4 separate regions of the Mus musculus genome follow, and all the other regions are linked to region 1. A link is a contact called in public HiCAR-type and promoter capture Hi-C data. All regions are on one chromosome and are shown on one strand. The core of a region is the stretch at or near the end of the contact, and the rest is flanking DNA. Distances in the headings are between cores, read along the strand shown.

What was found. Promoter capture Hi-C pulls out the DNA fragments that hold promoters and counts their contacts. HiCAR-type assays count read pairs that join an accessible place to other places. Capture Hi-C pulls out chosen DNA fragments and counts their contacts.
Region 2: a promoter capture Hi-C map of adipose tissue shows a contact between it and region 1, with 3 times the contacts expected there. The contact joins the promoter of Tceanc here to the promoter of Fancb in region 1. A contact is called at or near these places in 4 of 39 promoter capture datasets (cranial neural crest, erythroid cells, hippocampal neurons and 1 more), 1 of 484 Hi-C or Micro-C datasets (muscle stem cells), 1 of 115 datasets of contacts at active chromatin or transcription factors (astrocytes) and 1 of 9 other capture datasets (adipose tissue).
Region 3: a HiCAR-type map of astrocytes shows a contact between it and region 1, with 4 times the contacts expected there. The contact joins the promoter of Gpm6b here to the promoter of Fancb in region 1. A contact is called at or near these places in 3 of 39 promoter capture datasets (the C10 cell line, HPC-7-derived erythroid cells and cranial neural crest) and 1 of 115 datasets of contacts at active chromatin or transcription factors (astrocytes).
Region 4: a contact with region 1 is called in a promoter capture Hi-C map of stem cell-derived epiblast-like cells, with 4 times the contacts expected there. The contact joins the enhancer-like site here to the promoter of Fancb in region 1. A contact is called at or near these places in 3 of 39 promoter capture datasets (the 3T3-L1 cell line, hippocampal neurons and stem cell-derived epiblast-like cells) and 1 of 115 datasets of contacts at active chromatin or transcription factors (astrocytes).

The regions. Positions count from the first base shown.
Region 1 is chrX:164,979,002-164,982,284 of GRCm38.p6, forward strand. It overlaps Fancb (Fanconi anemia, complementation group B), which reads left to right and starts at 1,591. Exons shown (of 9, transcript NM_001146081.1): 1 at 1,591-1,809. It overlaps Mospd2 (motile sperm domain containing 2), which reads right to left and starts at 1,374. Exons shown (of 15, transcript NM_029730.4): 1 at 1,214-1,374; 2 at 993-1,062. The coding sequence starts at 1,222.
Region 2 is chrX:166,508,891-166,512,173 of GRCm38.p6, forward strand. Tceanc (transcription elongation factor A (SII) N-terminal and central domain containing) reads right to left here and starts at 1,588. Exons shown (of 5, transcript NM_001007577.2): 1 at 1,403-1,588; 2 at 16-116.
Region 3 is chrX:166,342,740-166,346,022 of GRCm38.p6, forward strand. It overlaps Gpm6b (glycoprotein m6b), which reads left to right and starts at 1,814. Exons shown (of 8, transcript NM_001177955.1): 1 at 1,814-2,342. The coding sequence starts at 2,282.
Region 4 is chrX:166,241,890-166,245,172 of GRCm38.p6, forward strand. It overlaps a transcript of Gpm6b not described here. Among named protein-coding and RNA genes, the nearest start is that of Gemin8, 73 kb to the left of the region's middle. Within about 2 kb of position 1,637, at least 6 of the 459 cell types and tissues checked have an H3K27ac peak or open chromatin away from gene starts, as enhancers often do. A contact at or near this core is called in astrocytes and stem cell-derived epiblast-like cells, where this site is marked.

The DNA of each region.
Region 1 (3,283 bases), core at 341-2,840:
GTGCTTTTGCAACTCTCTGGTACAAAGTTTGGTACATGAAGAAAATTGGCCAGGAGGCATGAAAAGATTTACGGGCCAGGCTACTTGGAATGGACTTAGTTATTTGTTCTAGGTCATGAACTGATATATAGCACAGAACAGTATAAAGGTGTATGACTCTTCTGCCAAGCACTACAATCAAAATACAACAGTTTAGTTCTTTCCATGGTAACCAATGACTGAGGCAAAATCTAAATTGACCACCTACTGGATTTAGTTCCACACTTGATGGTCTGATACACGTTTCTTCACTTAATTCTTAACCTTACTTGCATTTCATAGATATGGAAACAGGAACTCGGAACATGGAAGTAAGCTATTTTGTGGAAGGGGGCTACATTAGTATCAATCAAGGCAACTTATTCCAAATGTTTAAAAACAATGTACAAGCACTAAGTCAGCAGATTAAGTACTTGACAAGATTCTATGACAGTGACCAGATTATTCAACCAATAAACCAGTTCTGCACTTACAGAAACTTTTAAGTACAGTGTGGAGCGAGAACTTGTGCGTAGCACTTTTGGTTTTAAGAAGCGGAATTAAGCAAAATAAAAGGAACTGGATTACCAAATTATGTACAAACTATATGGCAACAGTACAATGGCAGTTTCCAGGTTCGTTTTCTGGTGAAAGGCCAGCGAAGGAGCCATGAACTGAACAGTGTCACCTATGTCATTGGCCAATATGTTCATAGCCTGTGAGGCCCATGGATATAAGGAGATGCTAGGCATTTTGATTTCTAACTTTCACTAACCGTTTAAAGGAAGCCCACCATCTGCCCAAGTAAAGCAGCGCACACAGTATGGCAAAACCTTTGAAACATGTACAGCATCTTTCCAGTGAAGGTTGGAAAGGTCTCTTAACATCTCCCGTCAAAACACCCACAAACACACCAGTAAAAGTTGGATATGCTCACTGCACACCCCACTTTAAGTCACAGAAAGCATGCTTACCTGTCACATACTCAGCTTCGAATCTCCGCCGGGTCTCTGAGATTAGCTTGGCTTTATTCTGAGCGTTATTCTGGATAGGAGACACAACAAAACCTTAAGATGCTCTCGGTCCTTACCCAGATCACTCCCAACACAGCTCACCTGCACCGGAGCGCACGGGCCCTGGGCCTGGAAGCTGTCTTCCAGGCTCACGGCCCAGGCAGCGATGAGGTGCTGCTCACCTCGGCCATGGTCACAGTCGCGGAACCTATTGTGGTTGTACCCGTCGCTCCTTCCACAGCCTGCAGCCAAGTGTCTCATCACCAGCCAGCCCAGCCCAAAGGTAGATCAAGAAGGGAGGGAGGGGGGGAGGGGGTCGCGTGACACCGGAACGTAGAAGGAAGTGCCTCCACACTGTCCAATCCCATAGTGTTGTCCGGGGTAGAGGCGGGAATAAGTGCTCTGCTGGGCTCCCACTTGCTTCTCTAAAGGAGAAACCCCGCCTTCCGACGACCTCCTGGCACCGGTGTCCCGCCCCAAGTAGCCTGGAGCACTCTGATGCTTTTCCCTGAAGCTCAGCCCCTACAGCTCAGCTGGCCATTTGCTTCCAGCCCTCGGAGGCTCCGCCCCTCCCAGGTCCCCTCTGGCTACCACCTCCTGCAGGCTTTGCCGCCTGAGTTGTTCAGGCAACTATTGGGCCGGTTGTCCCAGCGTGCAATGCGCGGGCGGGAGGTTTGGAGTCCTTTGGTGCAACTGGAACGTGGCAATTTGGCAGCCTTGGAGAACTGGTTTTGGTTTGGTTTGGTTTTCTCCTGACCGCTCGCAGATAACTTGCATTGTGAGTATTCGCTATATTCGGCGATTATTTCTGTTAAGGTTCTTTTCTTTTGGCTGTGGTGTCTGGCTTTATAGTGCTGGCAACTTGGTCTGTAGCCTAGGTTGGCCTCCCTTCTCAGACATGAGTTTTCTGTGTCAGTCTCTCTGATCCTGGTTACAGGTATAACCACCACAGTTGTGGACTGGGAGACGCTCACAAGGCAACCGTCTTTGAACTCTGAGTTAAGTGGTTATAGAAAGTTAAAAGGAAAGATGTTATTTTGAGTTACTTGTTCTTAACGAGGTGGGGGTAGACTCTTGTTCCTGCCATGTAAGTGACATTTGTGGGTGTCACCGCTCTAGAATGGGAGTGTAGCTGATTTCTAATGGGGAGAAGCCAACGATGCTGCCAAGCTTGCAGGACAGGTCGCAATACTTATCCAGGGTGAAATGCAAACATTGCCGAGACTGGTGAAAGCTTAGATTTATAAAGTACTACAACAAACTATTAGCTTTGGTGGCTTAGTTGAACATAACAATGCTGCCTTTCTTAAAAACTGACCAACACTGAAGACTACTTGTACTGGCAATTAGAGAAAACGTTTTCCCAGGCACTGGGGATGTCGATCACAGGTCCAGCACATGCTGGAGACCTCAAGTTCCAGCCTCAGCAGCCCTGCCCCTCTGCCAAAAAGGACAACCCACGTTTTACCTAGTCTGTAGCTGGTTGACCTTAAAAAGGCAGTTAACATCTTTTCCCAAAGCGTTTTCAATATTTGTTTTTATGGGAAAATTTGAACACATTGTTTAAAGTTTGTTTGAAAACTTTCATAAAAATATTTGAGTAACTCCGAGCTCCCCTAGACTCCCACTTCCCTACTTTGATACCCATATTCTTTACTAAAAGTCAACCATCATGGTAAGGATTACATTCCTTTTAACTGTAGTGTGATATTCCATCTGTTTATTTTCTTAATGGTAATCATTCAAGTTCTTAATTTTTATGTTGCAAATAGGAGTGCAGTATATATTTCCCGGTTGTAGTATTGTTTCATATGGGGTCAGGTTGGAAATGCAGTTGCCAAAGAAACACAGTTCAGTTCATTGCTGGGTTAAAATCTGTAGTCATCTGTTTCATAAATTACTTGTTCATTATACCCATGTGTGTGTGTGGGGGGTGCTCGAGTGTGTGTGTGCGTGCTCTCGCGGGCGTGGTACACAGATGAATGTCACAGGATAGTTTTCTGGAGTTGTTCTTACCTTCTACTCTGCTGAGGCAGTCTTTCTAGTTTCTGCTGCTGCTTTGCATATTGCAGCTTTATAATTCCTGTGGGCTTTCAGGAGGGTCTCCCATCTCAAGAAAGGAATGCACTGATTGCAGGGCACATCACTGTATCAGGGTTGTTTTCTTTTTTCGTTTGTTTGTTTGTTTGTTTGTTTGTTTTTTTCCCTAGTGAACTCTGCTCCTCCCACTTGTTCAGGCATTCACAGCTAAG
Region 2 (3,283 bases), core at 338-2,837, 1.5 Mb after region 1:
GCTTATGGTGCACACCTGTAATTCCAGCAACGGGAAGGGAGAGACAGGTCAGTCTTTGGAGTTCACTGGCCAGGCAGTCTAGCTGAACTGGTGAGCTTCAGGTTCAGTGTCAGACCCTGTCTCAAAAAAGGGAGGGGGGAGGACAGTAATTAAGGAAGACATCTAAGTTGATTAGCACAAATTATTTTTTAAAGTGTGTGTGTTGAGGGAGGGGGTCTGAAGATGAGGCTCAGTTCGTGGAGCACTTACCTAACATGCACAGGGCACTGAGTTTGCACCCTCCTCAAGCCCACCCCCCTCTATGCACACCTCATAAAGCCAGTGTGGTCAGAAAGAGGCCAGCCAGGGCTACAAGAGACTGTATTTCAAAAGAGAATGTGGGCAGTCTGTGTTTGGCCACAGGGTACTGTTTGAAAGCACCCTTTGTAGAGCAATGCTATCTCATATAAAGATTTCAAGCCACAAAGATATTTTTTAAATGTGTGATAGTATGTTAAAATTTGTTGGAATTAATTCTAGTTTTACTTAGCTAAAATATTTTTCCTTTAAAATGCAGTGGCAGAGTTCATACCCAGGGCCTTAGGCAGATTAAAGTATGTGCTCTACTACTGAGCTACACCTAAGCTTCGCCCCAATACTGTCCTTTCAAAATCTGATAAAAGGGTATTTTAATTCCTTTTTGTGTTAATTCTCAAAAACAAAAGTCTGCTGTGCTTTACACTCGAACACACTCCAATCCAGATCAGACACATTTCATGGCAGTTGTAGTTCATATATGAGTGTACATTTTACCATTTACCAGTGTGTGTATGAGTATGTATATGTGTGTGTGTGTACAATGTGTGTGCACATACAAAACCTTTTATAGTGACAGCAAGAGTCGGCCCTACCATGTGTTGCCTGAATGCATGCAGACGCCTGGGAATATGCAATTATAGGAAGGGCATACACACATCTGCACTAAAATCGTCCAAACGTGAAGAAAAAGCACAGGAAAGTTACTGTGAAATTTTCCAGAGGCTTAGGGAACAGACCAGCAGTCTTTAAATCTCTCTCAACATCCAGGAGGGGAAAAAAAGAGAAATTTTCTAGCTCCAGGCTAAACTTATCGGTCAAGCTTCAAGGCCCTGGCTCAGAAGGGAATGGACGGGCCATGGGGGGCTGGGGGGCTAGGACACGAGACGCTGGCGGGGCGTTGTTTTTAGGCAGCCACGTTAGGATCCCGGGGGAAGGGACAGGGAGAGGAACCGGCCCGCCCAGAGAGATTCCTGTGGGTGGGGTTGACTACTAAACAAAGCCTGCAGAAATCCACCCCGGGGGACGGCCCTGAGGCCGTACAGCCATGGCGGCGCGCCTTCCGGCCCGCTCCAATGACAGCACCTAAAGGGAGGAGGAAATCAACCTTCGAGCAGCCTGGGCACGGGGAGCACCAGAGCGCCCCTGCGAGCCGGGATTGCCTTCCACTGGACCCGGGAGTTAGCCCTTCCGCGGGGGCCGAGGTAACGGAAATGGCGGAACGCCGCCATCGGAGATGCTCGGTCACTGCCCTAGCGGCCGCAGCACCGCCCGCCCAGAAGCGCAGGCGCCGCCCTCCAGTGGGCGGTGCCGCCTCCTCCTGGAGGGAACTTCCGTTTCTTGGGGCCGGACGACAGAGCCTGCACCAGTCCTAAGGTTCCGGCGAGCCAACGTGGGCGTGGGATTGGACGCTAAGGTGCTTTGGACTTGGCGCCTGCGCAGAGCGGCCGCGGGCCTCGCAGAGTGGTCCCTTGAGAGAGGAGCTAAGGCCCGAAGTGAAACTAACCCGGCTGCTGCGTTTCAGTGGCAACGTTTGTTGATGCGCTTACTCTTTTTAGTTTCCGTCAAACCAGTAAAACAGATGGGACAAAAATAAAAACAGGCTGGCTGTGGTGATGGACCCCAGTAGGCAAAGGCTGAAGACTAAAGTACAGAGACCGGAGGATCCCGAGTTCGAGGACAGCCTGGGGCAAAACTAAACAGGCTGGACCCGGTACTCGCCTTCCTAAATAAATAAAAATAAACAAATGTAAAACCCTCCATAAGAACAATCAAATAAAATATAAATGGCTAACAGTGATGGTCTGTAATAATAAATGGTTGGGTTTTTTTTTTTAAATCAATATAAAAATGGCTAAACCTGGTGGCATATAATACTAGCGCTCCAGAGGCAGAGATGGGAGAAGGTCCATAAGTTTCTGACCAGCTAGGGTTACATAGTAAGACTCTCTCAACTAACAAACCAGGCAGCAAAAAGGCAAGCCATAATTACTGTCATGCCTAACAGTAATTAGTCCAACAAGCATATAACATGCATCACAAGAATGAAAGGAAGTAGTAACCATTCAGTAATTAGTTACAAGAAACCTGAGTGTATGTGTGAACATGGTCTGCCTTCAAGGATTAAAACCACAGTGATAATTGAACTAGAAAATGTGGCAGACTCCTTTGACCTCCAATGCCAAAACAATTCAGGAAAAGATTTAAGGAAGCAACCCCTCAGTGTTGTGTACTGGATCTGTTCATAGCAGGGATACAGCAGGGTGATCTGGTCATGAATGTAAGAGATTTTACCTCAGCAGAGGGAGGACAAGGAACTCACACTGATCAGGATAAGGGATGCCTGATTATTTTTCTGTTTTGAACGGTTAGTATTAGGGTATGATTACAAAGCAATCTTGGTTTGGGTTTGGTTTGGTTTAAACACAAGATTCTCACACTGTAGTCTAGCCTGGTCTACAACTATGTAGTCCAGGCTGTCCTCAAACTAGGATAATCTTCTTGCTCTCCAAGTGCTGATACTATGGGTGTGTATCACTAGGCCCAGTCTAGAAGTTTTTGGTTTTTTTTTGTTTTTTTTTTTTTTTGTTTTTTGCTATGGTTTATCACTCTGAAAGTAACACCATTTGGTGTTGAAGTTCTCGGAAATAATTGATTTACAAAACTGCAAGGTCTTGCTTGTCAACTTGACACACCTGGAAAGAAGGAGTCTCAATTGAAAAATTGTACACATCTGTGTGGCATTTTTCTCTATTTCTAATTAATGTAGGCGGGCTCAGCCCTCTGTGGGAAGGCCATATTATCCTTAGTACTTAGGCCTGGGCTGTATACAAAAGGGTAGTTGATGTGTACTTGGGAGCAAGGCAGTAAGTAGCATTCCTCCATGGTTCCTGCTTCCAGTTCCTGCCCTGAGTTCCTTCAATTATGGACTGTAGCCTGTCAGATGAAATAAATCCTTTCCTCCCTGAGTTGTATTTGACCACTGTGT
Region 3 (3,283 bases), core at 564-3,063, 1.4 Mb after region 1:
ATTTTATACCTTTATGTCTGAATGGACCTAAGTTGTTCAAACATGGCCTTTAAAAAATTGTCCAATTAAGGCACACTATAAGTTTTCCCATGGAGATAGTTATCACACACACACACACACACACACACACACACACACACACACACACACACTTTTTTCTAGAGGCTGAAGTTTTAGGTGGTGCCCTCCCAATCCCTTCACCAAGAGACAATAAAATAGGCTGAAGCCATATTTCCGGGGGGGTGGGGGAGAACTGGCTGTGGGCGTGGTCTTCAGGGACAATGGGTAAAGTGGAAAGTGAGATGGAAAATTAAAAGAAAGTGTCGAAGCAGGCCAAACAGGTTTTCAAGGTGTTTTCTTGTTTAACACAGCAGAAATGTTGAATATAAGTGGGCGTGAGAGATTATCTAAAACCAAAGCATTAAAAGATCAGGCTGGTAAAGGATTTTGATTTGGGATCTTCCCACATTGTTTTGAGGTATTGTGTAAAAACCCCATAAAACTTTGGAGAATGTTTTTAGGAGAGGTGGTTGCCAACTTGTCTTTTTAAAAATGCGTGTGTGTGTGTGTGTGTATGTGTTGGTGTGTGTGTCTGTGTGTGTCTCTGTGTATCTCTGTGTGTGATGTGTGTGTATGTGTGTGTGGTCAGAGGACAGCTTGCAGCAATCTATTGTCTCTTTCTACCATGTGGATCCCAGGAATGGAACTCTCTAGTGGCTAGACTTGGCAGCAGACAATTTTACCTGCTGAACCATTTCACTGCCCCCCCAACATTTCTTTAATGTTTACTCCCAGTATGGGTGCCACGTAGCTATGGCAGCTCCTGAAATCCTTTATCCTGTGGTTATCGATAGTTATCTTTGTATGTGACTTCAGTCTATAGAATTTTTTCAATAAGGTCAATGAAGGTGAGTGAGCTAGATGCAATTATTAAATGTCTATGAAATTGGTGATACTTGAAAATTTCGGCTCATAATCAAAGTAAAGATTTAAATGCTTAATGTGAGTTAAGAACGTTGATCTCAATTGTACAAAGGGGTTTGTGAAAACAGCCATCAGAATCATCGGAGTCCCTGTTGGCACAATAGTCTTAAAGCCAGATGGTTAGAGTGCCGTTAAAAAGTACCCACTTGGGATTTTGACTGAGGACATCTAACAAATAATACTGTATGCAAATGTAATCATATCCTATCAAAAAACTTGATTTTCATATTAGAAACCACCAAAATATCAGATAGATATACTTTCGATATACTGATTGTTGAATAAGCATTAGCCCCTTTTGGAAATTGTGTTTGAGCTAAAATTTCTCATATTTTAATACAAAAAGTAGAATCTAATGCTGAATTGCTGTCACCATTGTGAAATCTATTTGAAGTTTCTTCCCTCTTGAGTACCTTTATTCTTTTGTCGTTAGTATTTTTTTAAGTCAGCTTGTCTAGAGATTTGTGAAACAGAAGTTTTTTGGGTTTTGTTTTTTTTTGTTTTAAATAGAGCAAGGGTATATCTTTTGAAGATACTTTTCCAGGGCTTAGGGATAAATAGAATAAACAAAATCGATGGCCCAGAAAGGGAAAGCAAAGGGAAACGGGCTTTCTCCTGAGAGATAACATATAGTGTGGTCTGACCAAGTCACGTGGTGGGAGGGGGCTCCTTTCTTTCTCCTCCACATCCCTTCCTCTGATGTCACAAGTCTATTATTTCCTGGGAGAATTAATTAGTATTCATTGGGTTGCAGTTGGCAAGAAGAAAAAAGGGAGGGGAGGGAGAGACAGAGGGAGAGAGAGGAGGGAGGGAGAGAGGGAGGTGAGAAGGAGAGAGAGAGAGAGAGAGAGAGAGAGAGAGAGAGAGAGAGAGAGAGAAGACAGCAGGGAGAAAAAGGAGCTTGGTGGAGAGAGAGAGAGAGAGAGAGAGAGAGAGAGAGAGAGAGAGAGAGAGAAGACAGCAGGGAGGAAAAGGAGCTTGGTGGGAGAGCAGGAGCTTCCCGGGGTGCACTGGGAGTGGGGGCACAGAGTGGCTGTTTTATAACTGGGATCCTCGGTGACGTATGGTCGCCTGCTCCTTGGCAGCTGTCTTTATGGACCAGTAGGCAGAGCGAAATTGACGCTGACAAGACTTTTGCATCTTGGAAGGCACTGTAATCTACTGTAGTGAAGAACAGAGCCTCTCAATCAGGCGGGTGTAAAGAAGAGAGACAGAGGGGAGTCCAAAAGAAAAGGAAGAGGAGGGGGGAAATTGTGTGTTGTGGGGAAGCAGGGAAAAAGCATTTTTGGTGGATGGTATGAAGCCAGCCATGGAAACTGCAGCCGAGGAAAATACTGAACAAAGCCAAGAGAGAAAAGGTACCCAGCGCTCTGACAATAGCCTGTTTTAAAGCTTTTGACTGAGGGTTCTTGAAAGGGGTTAGCCAAAAACGGTTCTAAAACAATCTCGGGTGGTATGGTCTTGTTTTGGGTGGGTTTTTTCTTTATCCTGGGGGCTAATATTAAATTATTAATAGTGTAGCCTCTCTTCTATTTCTGTTGCAAGTATTTCTATGTAATACCGTATTTCATAGAAGGATGTTTGTAGTTTGTCACCTTGAGCTTCTGGATGAGGAAAACCGTCTCTCCTTTTTTTTTAACTAAAATAATTAATCATAACTTAAGTCCTCTGCTCTGCATGCTAGGTTCAGGGATTAGGGGATGCACTATTCTGTACTAACGCTAAAGAAGAACTAGAGGGACATGCATGCTAAATATGCTTTGATCCCAGTAATACTGGAGTGATTTAGACATGCTCTATTATTTTTATTCTAACATGATTGCTCTTTCCATGTATCAGACTATGACATGTAATAATCGTTAGTAACGGAAGCTTAAAGTTTTGTCTACCAGCATTGACAGAAGGGAAGAGATCTTTTGCTAATTGAGACTTAAAGGATTTGGGGACAGGAAAACTGTCTAAGGGCTCCATCCTTAAAGGAAGTCTCAGAGCATGTCACAATTTTGATATTTAGATTTTGGAGAAATTATCATTATTGCACCAAGAAAATGGCAGAAAAGAGACGCTATGCCTCTAAGGTCAAGTTTGATGCCCCATAGAAACAGCGCAGCCAGTGCTAGGTTAACGGCATCTAGATGCGCTATAATTGATCTCTTCACTCCAAGATAGAAACCATCATAAAATGCACCAACATGCTTTATAACTACACTGGCTCCGTTTAAAAAAATAAAAACCGTCATGCTAAGGCTCTTTTTCATGACTTTTACACACAATAGCAGATACTAAATAATAGTAATTC
Region 4 (3,283 bases), core at 387-2,886, 1.3 Mb after region 1:
TGTGTCTTCTCTCTAACAGTGTTACTCTATTTTATTTGATGGGAACCCATTGTGGCCAACAAAATTTTGATTCTGCTTTTTTCTGCTCATAGGCTTGAAGACATAGTAATTAAACAGACTCAATACAATAAATTCTCAGAAGACCTTTGTGGAATATGGCTCATGTATCCAGAGAAAAATGCTGACATTTTATTAGCTGTGTATGTGAAGAAATCCAGTGTCATAAAACATGGGTAGAAATAACTATTTAACTAATTTTACAGTAAGGGAGTATGTTTCAGTTTAAGATAGGCACTTACTATGTGGCCTAGGCTGTTTTCAAACTCATGGGCTCAACTGATCCTCCTGCCTCCACTTCTGAGTAGTTGGGGCCAAAGAATACTACACCAAGTTGACAAGAACTTTTTTTGATTATGAAACGAGATCATTCCAGTATTGCTTGAAAAATATTCATTTCAGTTACATGTGGTAGCTCACACCTGTAATCTTACCACTTAGGAGGTAGAGACTGGAGGATTTGGGATTCACAGACATCTTTGGCTATATACCTACTTTGAGGCCAGCCTGGGCTACATCAGACCTGTCTCAAAAAAGGGGGGGGGGGGGAAGAAAGCAAAGAAAAAGAAAAACCAAAAGGGTCAGTGAAATGACTCAGCTTGTAAAAGTGCTTGTTGGATAAGTGGAAGGAGAGAACTGACTCCCAAAACTGTCCTCTGACCTTGTACAAACATACTGTGGCAAGCACATGTGCATATACACATATACAATTTACAAGAAAAGCCAAGGCCACTGAGATGGCTCAGCTGCCTGGTAAAAGAGCTTGCCATACATGCCTGATGATCTAAATTTAATCCTTGGACCCCACATTCAAAACAAAACAAAAAACTAGATTTGGTGACATCCATCGGTCACCCCAGAACTACTTCTTTGAGATGGGATGTAGAGAGAGGAGAATTATCTTGAAGCTCATGAGCCAACTAGACAGCAAGGCAGAAACAACAGTAAAGACCTTGCTTGCCTCAACAAGATGGAAGAAGACAACCCTCTAGCTTTCATATGCATACCATGGCACATGCGCACATGCACATACACACATGCATTTTTTAAAATTTAATAATGATGTGTCACAAATCATCTGGAGATCTTGATGAAAGGCAAGAGCCTTGACTCAACCAGCCTGGGCACAGCCTTGGTGGCATTTTTAAAAGTCATGCCAGCACTGCTGCTTCTGGCTTTGGTTATCCAAAGCCAGAAAATAAAGAAAAAGCCTGGGAAAGTCAGGGACCTGGTCCATGCCTCAGCTTACCCTCAATACTGACTGTATGATCACTGTAATGCCATTCTTGCCTCTTTAACCTCAGTTTACTAGGAGAAAAAAAATCTATAAAATCACTTCCTTAAATCCATACAGATCTACAAGTATGTAATTTCAGGGACAAGGATGAGAAAGTAGTGTTATGCTTGAAAAACAGGAGCAAACAGCTCCCTAATTGTTTAAACACTATTTGGTTTTGTCAAGGCAGCAGCCAGACCTCATTTGTAGTTGGGTAAAATGCTGGCACCTTCCTTGTGCCCGCCTACAGGACGGTGGCTGTTCTCCAAGGCAACTAGTGGGGGGAGCCTTAAGGATGCCTCTTTTAACACTTCCAGCTTGGTGTCTCTTCTCTTGTCTTTACAGAGCTCTTCCTGACCCCCTATACCCAGGCTGTGACCCCAAAAGGAAGCAGTGCCCCAAAGACTCCTCCATACAACATTTTGTTCTGGGAGTTTGCTTAGGAATTCAGATGCAAGTGGAGACAAAAGAGTGGTGTCCTGATGCATAACTGGGCAGGAAATGGTCCCAGCATGTGCTAGGCAGCCTCCTTCTGAGACTTAATGTCTAGTGAGGAGCCCACCCGGGGCCTCAGAGAGGCTCTTTTCAAAACAGGCTGAAATTCTGAGTAAACCTCAAACCACGTCTACCCAGGACTGTTTGTGACAAACAAGAAGTAATTGATTCTTTACTATATTTTTGCTCTAGCAGTAGCTGTTGGCCAAACCACTTGGCTTCCCCAGAGCATTTTAGAGGACAGTGACATCCGGGATCAAGTCGCTGGATGCTTTATTGAAAATGCCAAAGTGGCAAATCCTATGAAGTAGTATTTCTGTGTCCTAAATGTATTCACTATCTTTAAACATTAATCTGCTAAGTTTTTGTTGGATAATCAAGGCCTTTCTTTGACCAAGAAATCCCAATTGGACTTGGGGTTCCTTGAAGTTTTCCATACATGAATCATAGCCAATCACTGGCTGTAAGGACCAGCTTGAGATACTTTTAAAGTAAAATGAGACATGAAAGCACTCGACACTGGTCTGTGCAGAATCCTTTCATATCACCCACTCCACAAAACTTTAATAGTTTATTGTCATTAATTACTTTGGCAACTATTTTCCAAGTGACTCATTTTGGGTAAGACTTTGCAAAGCAATGGACCTGGTTTGAAAAGAAAGAAAACTTCCTTTTGGGGGCTCAAATTTCACTAGTTTATGCAATGTTGAATTCATTTGCATAATTATGATAACAAATACAACTATTATGAATACCTTTTGGGACAAAGACAATGGACTCTTCTTAAGCACACAAATGGATAAGAGAAGTAATAGCTATACTCTGGAGAAGAACCCCAGTTTCATGGGCAGCACTAAGTATGGTTTAGAAAAAGAATAATGAATGCAAGGTGTTTTAGTTGCATTCTCATGTTGCTATGATAAAATGCCCTGACAATAGCAACTTGAGGATGAGAGGGTTTATTTGGCTCACAGTTTGAAGGTACAATCCGTATGACAAGGAACCCATGCAGCAGGAGCCTGAGGTTGCTGATCATTCCAGCCACAAGAGGCAGAATGATGCCTGCAGACACTCAGCTCACTTTCCTTAAGGAATGATGCACTCACAAGTAAGGCGGGTCTTCCAACCTCAATTAACTTCATCAAGCTATTCCTTCATAGACACACACAGAGGCTAACCTACACCAGCTAATTAATCCCTCACAGGAGTACCTGGGAGCCTGAGGGGCTTGCCTCCCAGGTGAATCAAGATCTTGTCAAGTTGATAATATTGATCATCATACAAGGCAATGAATTGAAGGGGGTTATGTTGAGGGAATGATGTTGGTAAGAGCATTTCTATTACATTTGTGGGCCAGATTCATCTGTTGGATAATCATAACATGATTGTACATGGTCATCATGGTCTGACACATTGGTATGTTTATTCATAATATGTCTCCCTTGCTGTTCAAAG